Linked DNA regions of Aedes albopictus: region 1 is linked to region 2. The links are chromatin contacts, called in public Hi-C maps. All regions are on one chromosome and are shown on one strand. Each heading gives the region's core, a stretch centred on a gene start, on an enhancer-like site or on the middle of the called end of the contact. The rest is flanking DNA. Distances are from core to core; before and after follow the strand shown. Region 1 holds the start of LOC109621822 (zinc finger protein 600). Region 2 holds the start of LOC115253638 (zinc finger protein kipf-like).

What was found. A called contact is a pair of places that touch in the nucleus more often than the background predicts.
Region 1: a Hi-C map of whole body shows a contact between it and region 2, with 7 times the contacts expected there. The contact joins the promoter of LOC109621822 here to the promoter of LOC115253638 in region 2. A contact is called at or near these places in 3 of 3 Hi-C or Micro-C datasets (embryo, whole body and whole pupa).

What each region holds. Positions count from the first base shown.
Region 1 is chr2:39,934,531-39,939,846 of AalbF5, forward strand. It overlaps LOC109621822 (zinc finger protein 600), which reads left to right and starts at 3,929. Exons shown (of 8, transcript XM_029871130.2): 1 at 3,929-4,221; 2 at 4,288-4,613; 3 at 4,680-5,144; 4 at 5,205-5,316. The coding sequence starts at 4,078. The region is part of intron 2 of LOC109622949 (hypermethylated in cancer 2 protein-like); the gene reads right to left. LOC109621823 (zinc finger protein Xfin) reads left to right here and starts at 287. Exons shown (of 8, transcript XM_020075987.3): 1 at 287-1,110; 2 at 1,171-1,496; 3 at 1,558-2,004; 4 at 2,067-2,267; 5 at 2,325-2,609; 6 at 2,672-2,851; 7 at 2,915-3,022; 8 at 3,091-3,639. The coding sequence starts at 961. The coding sequence ends at 3,184.
Region 2 is chr2:39,779,238-39,784,837 of AalbF5, forward strand. It overlaps LOC115253638 (zinc finger protein kipf-like), which reads right to left and starts at 3,133. Exons shown (of 4, transcript XM_029868220.2): 1 at 2,978-3,133; 2 at 2,752-2,875; 3 at 1,453-2,135; 4 at 909-1,388. The coding sequence starts at 2,865. The coding sequence ends at 1,112. All of the region lies in intron 2 of LOC109622949 (hypermethylated in cancer 2 protein-like), which reads right to left. LOC109621831 (transcriptional repressor CTCF) reads left to right here and starts at 4,423. Exons shown (of 4, transcript XM_029871768.2): 1 at 4,423-4,569; 2 at 4,862-4,983; 3 at 5,313-5,600. The coding sequence starts at 4,870.

The DNA.
Region 1 (5,316 bases), core at 2,679-5,178, 160 kb after region 2:
CAGCGCACTAGATGCGAAACAGATGCGACACTTGTGGTCGAAGGAAATGGGAATTTTTGATTGAATGTCTGTCCTGATTCCAACCGGATAGACAATACCATCAGACGCCGCGCCGACGGCAGTCGAGCAGACGCTTGACGGTTTTCGCTTCCCCACGAAAATTTTTATGAGCAGTCATGCTGAGGCGGGTGATTGCGAAAAATGTCAAATATTTTCAACTGCTAATAACTCACTTGTTTTAATAAATAACTTATTTCGAGTTGCACAAATAGCTAGAGCACACTCCTAGCCTTGTGATGCATGTAAAGAAGTTTGTCTAGAAGCGGTCAGAAACGCAGAAAAATGCGAAAATGGGAAAGACAGAAATTTCTGTCGTCGTTGTGCTCGAGTACTGGCGCTCTCGCACTTGGAAACCGTTTCGAGGAAGAAGGCTGCAGGAAAAAAAAAATGTTATGACATTTATTTTTCGAACAGTTTGAGTTTGGCTGGGCCTGTGATTTTCGTGTGGAAAAATGTCAAATGTACAGCCGGTAACCGTTTTTTCCAGTACATTTCTCATCCCTGGAATCACCTATTCAATAAACCTAGATTCAAGCAGCATGGTGATGCTGCATAGCTATGCGTTTACCGCCTCGGTTTTAAGCTTAGTCGGGTATTAGTTGAGTCGAAAATGCAAGAAACTGCATGGGAGTCAGTCGTAATATCACAGTCTGTGGTAATATTGTTGATACGAGGTAGGGTATGACAAAGTGTGCGTTTTCATGGTAGTGGTAGAGGCGACAAAGCTTCAACATGAGTTCATTTCAGTGTCTACCTGTTTACGTGCAGATGAACACAAACAGTCTCCGTACAACTAAATCCTGAAATTGTGTACTTAAAGTTAAAATCTAGTGGCCTGAAGACTTCAGTTTTACCTAAGCTGCTAATCAAAAGGTACAAAATTTATTAGGCCTGAGAGTTATGGATTTGCAAGCAATCAAAACTGAACCGGAAGAATTCAGAGAAAACCCCTATCCAGTTTGCCGCCTGTGTCTGAGCGAAGGAGCACTAGGCGATGTATTCGACGAACAAGGACTGGATCAACTGATACTGGATTTGCTTTCGATAACGGTTATGACCTCTAGAGTTAAAGTCTGTGGTTATCATCTTGAACTTGGCCCATATTTTTAGGTGTACCTCGAAGATCCCATTAGCCAATCTGTATGCGGCGCCTGCCATACACGAATAATTGAATTCCATCAATTCCGGACCCGTTGCCAGGAAGTGCAAACTGTGCTTCAATCTTGGCTGCAGTCTACGATTCATCAAGAAGCGACCCAACTAGAACAAGCAAAAAGAAATCAATCATCTGAAATAGGTAATGCTAAAACCAATCCATTACAATGTGAAGTATGTCAGAAGTTGTTTAAAACGAGGAAGGTATTGCTCTGCCATAAGAAAATTCATCAACCTAGGAAGCACATATGCAAAATGTGTAGCAAACCTTTCGGAAGGCGGTAAGGATACTATAAAAGTTGCATCAAAGTTACAAGTAAATGACATATCTTTAAATTGTAGTCAACAATTGTTAAGACATATGAACCTAGTTCACCCAAAGGAACCGGAAACGAACGATGATACAATATCAGAATCGCGTGGAAAAATCGTTGCAGTGATCGAATCCTTAGAACAAGAGCAGGTTACGCAAAATGATGCACTTGCTTCGGAAACGTCAGATGCAATAGATCAAGAAGGAGTGGCTCAAGACTGTTACGAAGACGTGGAAGAACAGTTTGAAGAATCACTACAGAGTACGAAAGGCGGAGATACGAGCAAGACCTTTTGCGAAGCAACTTCTAGTCATCTGGCCAATGGAAAAGGGATAAATACCGAGAAAAACGAACTGCAATGTGATATATGTTTCAAGACATTCAAGCTAGGGAAAACCATGAGGGCGCACAAGAAGAGTGCCCATGGAATAAATGCACTCGTTTGTCCGATTTGTGAACGACCGTTTGCACAACGGTAAAAATTAACTTGTATTAGTATTCAAAGTTTTTGTAAAAAAAAAACTGTTTTTGTTTCAGAAATTTACTGCAAAGACACATAGAGAGTCATCAGTCTGTGGAAGAACGCATGCAACGTGTGAAAAACAATGCAAGACCATTCAAGTGTGATGTATGCGAAAAGGCATTTGCACGCAAAGGAAGGCTCGGGGAACACCAGAAAAAAGTGCATGGACCAAGGAACCATGAGTGCCATATTTGCAGCTTTCGATTCACTATGCGGTAAGAATCACTCAAATTATCTTTTTCGAATACATCAATTTGTATCGTAAATTGCAGAGATGATCTTGAGAAGCACATCAAGAGGCACGCTCGAGACCGTGACAGCAAAGAAGACTTTCGATTGTTGCATCAGATGCAACCGAAAGATGCAAATGTTGAAGGCCAGCCGAAAAGCATAAAAATCGCGAAAGACTGTGAACAAAATTTCGCAGCCGACCGAGCACAGTGCGGAAAATGCCAGAAGACATTCACATCCCATAAATCTCTGTGGCTGCACTACAAATTTACGCATAAGCCGAAAAAGATGAACTGTTCTATTTGCAGTGCAGTTTTCATAACGAAGTATGAACCTCATTGTCCTAATACCTTTGGACAACAGTAGTAAAAGCCTGCGTTTATTTCAGCAAGCACCTCGAGAAGCATATCTTAAGAAACCACAAGCAACAAGATGGCACCCTTCAACCCCTGAAGTGTCCGGTGTGCAGCAAGGTGTTTCTAACAAAAGGTCAGCTAAACCGGCATGCAATGAATCACGGACCGCGAAAACACTGCTGCTCTGTTTGTAATAAAACATTCATAACACCGTAAGTCGAGTATACTTCCTCTTGTACAATTGCATAGTTAGAACTAATTCTGCTTCTTTACAGGCAGAAACTGGAATCACATATGAGATGTCATGTAGATTCGAAAGACGATAGTATTTCTCAGGTTATTAAGAAGGGATCCGTAAGCAAATACTTATCAGTCTCTGAAAGGTAGCAAAATGTCTAAATAATACTCGCAATAGTCCATGGAAAATGCAATATTATCTTTTAAATTTCAGTGAACTTGTGGAATACAGCTCTGAATGTCAGTCAGATCTCAAAGAGCCCATCAGTCTATTCGAAGCAGAAGAGTTCAAAATTGAGCCAGAATAGGTTGCACAACTGATAAAGACTGAAAATTTTAAAGAAACAACAGCGATTCGAAACAACTAATGCAAATAAAAGAGGCTTTAAACCATTAGAAATACGATGGAGAAACCTTAAACCTCATTGAAAAATGTCTATTAGTTCTTTGTCGTGAGCGTATTTTATATTTAACTGACGGATGGCATTGCTAACCTACATTGGTGTCTCCATCAGCTTCCCTCCTCAATCATTGTTGGTGGCTCCATTACCGTCATCAACTATGCTAATCCTGTAATTACCATCTAACAAATTCTTATAATGGTTCTTCCCACCTTCTTCCATTGTATTGTTTTATCTAACACCACATTGCTTTTTATGATCCTTACACATGGTATGCACTGGCACAGGCTTGTGCTGCGCCCTACTGACAGTTGCATAAAACCTCCCCATGTCGTTTCTCTCCATGTATTCATGCACTTCAGTAATCATACTCGTTCCGATACATTTTTGGCACTAAAGCGGGAACATTTCTAAATATAATCATCACCGACTTATTCACCGATGAACTGAATTCACTCGGTCCGAGAATTTTGGTTTTGATACAAAGTTCTATTCTGATTGGAAGCGATCCCGCTCTAGTGTCAATGTTCTCGGATCAAGTGAATTCGGTGGATAAATCCAGGAAAAGAAAAAGTGGTTTTGACATTTGGTTCATCCAAGAGCTTCAACATGAGTTTATTCCAGTGTCTACCTAAAGCTAAAACCAGTTTGCCAAGCGGTGTAACATGACGTGCAGATGAACACTAATAGCCATCGTTTACCTAGTCCTGAAATTGTATAAACAAAGTTAAAATCTATTGGCCTGAAGTGTTAACTAAACTATTTATCGGTTGGTATACAATTGTCCAAGATTTAAAATCATGGATTCGCAAGCAATCAAAACTGAACCGGAAGAGTTCAGAAAGAACCCCTATCCAGTTTGCCGCCTTTGTCTGAGCGAAGGAGAACTTGCCGATGTATTCGATGAAGAAGGACTGGATCAATTGATGTTGGATTTACTTTCGGTAACGGTAATGACCTCTGGAGGTAAATTCTGCGACCATAGTCTTGATCTTGGCCCATACTTTTAGGTATACCTCGACGATCCCATTAGCCAATCTGTATGCATCGTCTGTCATACACGATTAATTGAATTCCATCAGTTCCGGATCCGTTGCCAGGAAGTGCAAACTGTGCTTCAATCCTGGCTACAGTCTACGATTCAGCAAGAGACGATCAATCTTGAACAAGCAAAAAGAAATCAATCATCTGAAATAAGCAATGCTGAAACCAATCCTCTACAATGTGAAGTATGTCAGAAGCTGTTCAAAACGAGAAAGGTATTGGTCTGCCATAAGAAAATTCATCAACCTAGGAAGCACATATGCAAAATGTGTAGCAAACCTTTCGGAAGGCGGTAAGGTTACAAAGTTACAACAATGTTACAAGTAAGTGACAAGTCGTAATAATCTTTTAATTATAGTCAACAGTTGTTAAGACATATGAAGCTAGTTCATTCGAAGGAACCGGAAACGACCGATGATACAATATTAGAGCCGCGTGGAGAAATCGTTGCAGTGATCGAATCCTCAGAACAGAAGCAGGATACGCAAAATGATGCACTTGCTCCGAAAACTTCAGTGAAGCTAGATTCAGATGCAACACATCAAGAAGGAGTGATTCAACAGTGTAATGAAGACGCAGAAGCTCGAAATTCGGAATCACTACTGGATACAAATGGCGGAGTTACGAGCGAGATTGATTACGAAGCAACTTCTTCCAGTCATGTGGCCGATGGAAAAGAGATAAACATCGTGAGGAACGAACTGCAATGTGATATATGCTCAAAGACCTTCAAGCTAGGGAAAACCATGAGGTGGCATAGGAAGAAAACCCATGGAATGAAGGAGTTTATTTGTCCGATTTGTGAACGCCCGTTTGCACTACAGTAAATATTTGCTTATTTAGTTTTGGAATTGTTATCAGAAAAAAGCCCTTTTTGTTTCAGGAATTCACTGCAAAGGCATATACTGACTCATCAGTCTGTTGAAGAACGCAAGCGACCTATCCCAGCTGTAAAAAATATGGCAAGACCATTCAAGTGTGATACATGCGAGAAG
Region 2 (5,600 bases), core at 1,883-4,382:
AATAGGAAGCAATCAGTGAAGTACTAGATTGAAAGTAGTGAGCTGGATTTTTGTATGGTGAGATGATCAGTTCTCCGTTTCTGCAATGAAATGGTGCAAACAGCTTGGTTTACAGTAGACATTCGATAACTGCAACATGTTTACGTTGCACTTAGCGAATGAAAATCCGATAACTGCAACGCCTGACAGTGTCAACAAGCCATCAATTGACGTAAAATGAACGAAAAATTCATTCGACTGTTAATTAAAGCTAACATGGCGCACGATTTTGACGTTTGGCGGTGCGATAACTGCAAATTTGTTGCACTTACCGGACTTGCAGTTAAAAAACATTGCAGTTAAACCGTTTGCACCGACCGAACGTCTACTGTATATGATTTCTTGCCTAATTTGATGCTGTTTGAGCAAAAGTTTGGGTAACTGTGTTGTTGTATTATTTATTTCTTACAACTTCAACAACACAGTTACCCAAACTTTTGCTCAAACCGCATCAAATTAGGCAAGGAATCATATAACCCACGCTGTTTGCACTATTTCATTGCAGAAATGGAGAACTGATCATCTGATCATTGCAGTTAAACCGTTTGCACCGACCGAACGTCTACTGTATTTATATATTTGTTAAGAGAGCAACGATAGAAAAGTGAGTATAGTGAGACGTCTGTTTGTCTGCAGGGAGTGTATGTGACATGGTTGGTCCCCAACACAACTCTCTCTCAAGAACGAAGGGTTGTTTACCAGCGATCTTAAGGGTATCAAAAGCAGTGCTATGGTGGCGTCATTATCAAACTAAATTTTTGCTAGCGCTAAGATAACAACAAACGTTAAACATGTTGAATTTGGCTTACTATTTTTGCATACACAATTTGCTAGGGACTTGTGATAATTTCAATTTAAAAAACTATCTGTTAAATTGTGTTAAATATTAACACAATATTTAACTGTTAATATTGTGTTAAAAAACAAACAAGCCTTTAATCAGCTTCACAGTTCAATTTTTACAGGTCATTTTGTGAAAGAATCAATTTGCTCTTCTTCCTTCACTTGAACGCCAGTTGATTGGCTTCCTATCACAATTTTATAGTGATTCATCCTATGGCATACACTTTTATCACTTCGCTGATTTCGGTGTTTCTGACGTTTCCTGCTCTTCAAAATTCTCTGTATAAACAACAATTTCATAGGTTTCACTCTCATCCGATTCCGAATCCTGGTCAGCTTCAGCCGTATGCGGCAATACCTCGATACTGGAACTGCTTTCCTCATCCTCCATTATTTGCAGCAATTCCCATGTGTATTCCTCATTGTTGAAAGCATTTTCTTCGAGTTCTTTTATTTTTTTCTTCGTGCGCAGGGCACATACTTTCATATGGGTGCGCATACGTGCTCTGAAATATAAATACCGATTTTTGAGTAGAATTATATGGATTATTGATTTTCCAGCAAACTCACCCTCTGTCAAAGCATTTTTGACAGTATATACAAGCGTGGTTTTTTAATATGTGATACCTCCTGTGATCGAGTAATTGTTTCCTTGTTCCATATATCTTTTGACATATATCACACTGGAATTGTCCAGAGAAGTCCTTATGTTTGAGTCTATGGTATTGCCTGTGATTATATAGCTGTTTCCTGTTTGTGAACACTTTGGAACATTTGGTGCACTCTAAGGAGACTGATCTTTTTGATTCTTCTGTCGTTTGGTTGATAGGCTTTTCATGTTTAGCTGGGAGTACTTCTAGCATTTCTTCTAGAGTCGATTGGTTATTTGGTTTTACAGGCTTTTCATAGTCAGCTTGGAGTACATCTTGTAATTTTTCTAGAGTCGATTGGTTATTAGGTTCTTCAAGTTTATCTTGAAGTGCTTCTTGTACTTCTTCTATAAGCGATTGATTACTTGATTCTTCAGACTTAATTTGGTATACTTCTAGCATTTCTTCTATTGTAGATTGGTTGCTTGTAATCTCAACTGATTCTTGCACGTCCTCTTCTGTCGGTTGGTTGGCAGACTCTTCGAGTAATGTTTGGAGTACTTCTTGCACCTCCAGACAACGGATTCGGAACTCATGGAACTCGGCTAATCTTAGGTGGCAGATAGTACAAATTACTTGACTCATTTGATCGTTGGAATTTATCTGGAGAAAAGTGAATTTGAAAAAAGTTAGTTATTTAATAAACCGTCAGAAGAGGCAACACTGGACCGAAATTGCATCATTATTTACTTTGGAAGTCTTTACAACAATAGTTTAGCTGTTACTAAAGTTCAACGTGTCCAATAAACATTTTTTTATAGAATTTAAGACCACAATAGATTTAAACGCTTGAACATTCGTTTTTACGTTGAAGAAGTTTATCTGAAATAAGCCTAATTTCAGCTTTACTAGTGGATGGCATTGATCACACTAAAATTCGATCAAAATAGTTAAATATGAGTAAATATCACTTGCAAAATATTGAATATCTATGCACCAGAATTCTTTGTTATTCTCAACCGCTTCACGCAATTTAGCAATTTACAGCTCTCTCATCCACTTGGGTACACCCGTAATACATCAAACGTATTGAGCTAGTCTCTACAGGACCTTTTATAAAAACTATCATATGGAAAGGTTGCATCTTCTGCATCGAACGTTTAACAGTCATATCCTATTCACTTTTGATGACGATCAATGTTAGTTTTTCGAACGAAACATCTTTCTTGATTTTTGGCCCAAAGTTCCCCCGGACTGGCGATAATGTTTCATTTGTCACCTGTATCGAGAGGTAATCCAATATCCATTGATTGCAGCTTTTTTCCGCAAAAATACCGTCGAGAGTTTCTTCGCTCAAACATAGCCGGCAGAGGGTGTTTGATTCTTCATACATTTCGGTTGTACTACGGAAAATATTTAAAAAAGAAGAAGATCACTGTACCTGCAGTGCTCACATGATATTAAGTAAAGCGAGTTTATACTTCTCGGCTATAAATTGACCTTACCTGCTTATCTATCACTCGGGATCATCGAATTGGTAAAGTTTTACTATGTAACAACAAAAATTGTAAACGCATTGGATGCAGCAAAGGTGTTCTGTAAACTGGCACAAAGTTTGTTTTTGTTTATCCATGCAGATGAATGAACATCAACGGAGATCTCTTTGATAGGGTATATGTACCATTCCTTGGCCTAATTTGCAAGTCGCATTGACAATTTTGACCATAACTCATGAATTAATAGCACTAGAAATAATATGTTGACCCTATTACACACTCAAGGTAATGCATGTTTCCCCAATTGGAAGTAAACTAACGTAAATATTCAAGAATTTACTTTATTAAGTTGAAAAGACTCGATGCGATGGTATGCAACGTTGGTCTATGGTACAAAAATTGGCCTATTAGTGGATACAACGTTGGCCTATTGCTTTCCATGCACTAGAACCACTTATTTTCTCATTTTTTCAATATTTCTGCTGAAGTATTATCTCTGTTTGTTCACCAATCTTACTTGTACATTACATTTTTGGAGCCAAATTTTCAAAAAACTGTAAATAAATTACTTAAACTTAAGTTCTTTCTTAATTTATTAACGAAAACAACGCAACCCTATTATTGTGTTATAATTTTACAGTCATCGTACACAAAATCTTTCTTCCTGTTCGTTCTTTCTGGTTCTTACGCAAGCAATGTTATTGACGTCACTTTATCGGTGTTGTTGACGTCACTTTACTGATGGGCCAAGATTTGGGTACATAGTGAAAAAAATGTCCTCAATATTCGGCCCACATTCAACTTGTAAAATATTTATTATTCGTTGAAAACAAATATACAAGTTCAAAATAGCGTCTTTGACCGTCGCATCAAATGTTCAGTTATTGAAAAGTCAGTTCGAAATGTTCCAGAATCATGCCATTTATGATCATGTGTATAGACTACCCACTAAGCCGAAGAATCATGGCGTCTACAAAAGCTAAACAAAGTGAAATTTTCATTCATTTTTAATGCTCAAAAGTGCTAAAATGGAAACGAAATGTTACAGTTCTGGAGCTCGATTTGAATAGGTCGTATGTGCTTTTGTCGATATAAAATTCGATCAGTTTATTTTAGTCATTGTAGCAATATGGCAGATATTTTGCAAACTTTCAATGATGGAACAGAAAGCCTGTTTTGTGAGGATTCTGCTGTTTGTATCAACTTTGCTCAATTTCAACGGTTTTCGCTATTATAAGCGAATCCAACTGATCGAATTTTTAATCGACAAAAGCACATACGACCTATTCAAATCGAGCTCCAGAGTTGTTTGCCGTATAGCTTTTCCGATATCCAGTTATGCGTGTTTGTTTGAGTTTTTGGTTAATGTTGAGATAGGCCGAACGAGGGGGCTATGCCAACGAAGCATCCCGATACCCTACCTGTGGATCCTCGTGTGTGAATCCACGCGATGTTCATTCGTCTGCGTGGATGAACAAAAACAAATCTTATGCTAGTTTACAGAACTCTCTCCATTGTTTCCGCTCCGTTAAAAATATTAGTTTTTTAAAAATATAGTAGAATTTTAGAATTCGGTAATTCGCGTTTCAAAAATAAAGCAGGTGAGAAAAAATTACTGTCTAGCAATAAACTCACATAGTTAGTACTTAGCTAGCATAATTGTAGTGATCAATTTCTACTTCGGATTATTTTGAAAGGGTAATAAGGTAATAATATTTCCGGAAGAATTTTTGATTCTACCCTGATGAGAGGAGATAATGACTTTACGTTCTAGAGTAGCAATGAAAGCGTTAAACATTATTTGGGTTAACATATTAGCGAAATCGATCACTGCGGTTGTGAATAATTCAGATGAAAGAAAAGCAATAATTCTTAAATTTGTATTGTCCACAGGACCAAATATGTATGAAGAATCAAACTCTCTTTGTCGACTATGTTTGAGCGAAGAAACTCTCGACGGTAATTTTAGAGATGAAAACTGCTATCGCTGGATATCGGATTATCTTTCGATACAGGTGGGTATTCAAACATACAGTAGACGTTCGATAACTGCAACATGTTTACGTTTCACTTAGCGAACGAAAATCCGATAACTGCAACGCCTGACAGTGTCAACAAGCCGTCAATTGACGTAAAATGAACGAAAAATTCATTCGACTGTTCATTAGGGCTAACATGGCGCACGATTTTGACGTTTGGCGGTGCGATAACTGCAAATTTGTTGCACTTACCGGACTTGCAGTTAAAAAGCATTGCAGTTAAACCGTTTGCACCGACCGAACGTCTACTGTATTTCTATGAATCCCTCAAACAACTAACTTTTCTCGAACTCACCAATCTCCAGATAAACCTCAATGACCAAATGAGTAAAGTGATTTGTGCCATCTGCCATCTAAAACTGTCGGAGTTCCATGAGTTCCGAATCCGTTGTCTAGAAGTACAAGAAGTACTTCAAACTAGAACCGAAAGGCCAAGCAACCAATCGTCAACAGAAGAAGAAGTACTCTTGGAAGTACTCCAAACGGAATCTGAAAAGCACGAATCGACAAAAGAATCGCAACCACCAGCAACAATACAGTGCAGCAAGTGTTCCAAAGTGTGCGACACGAAGAAGCAACTATGGAATCACATG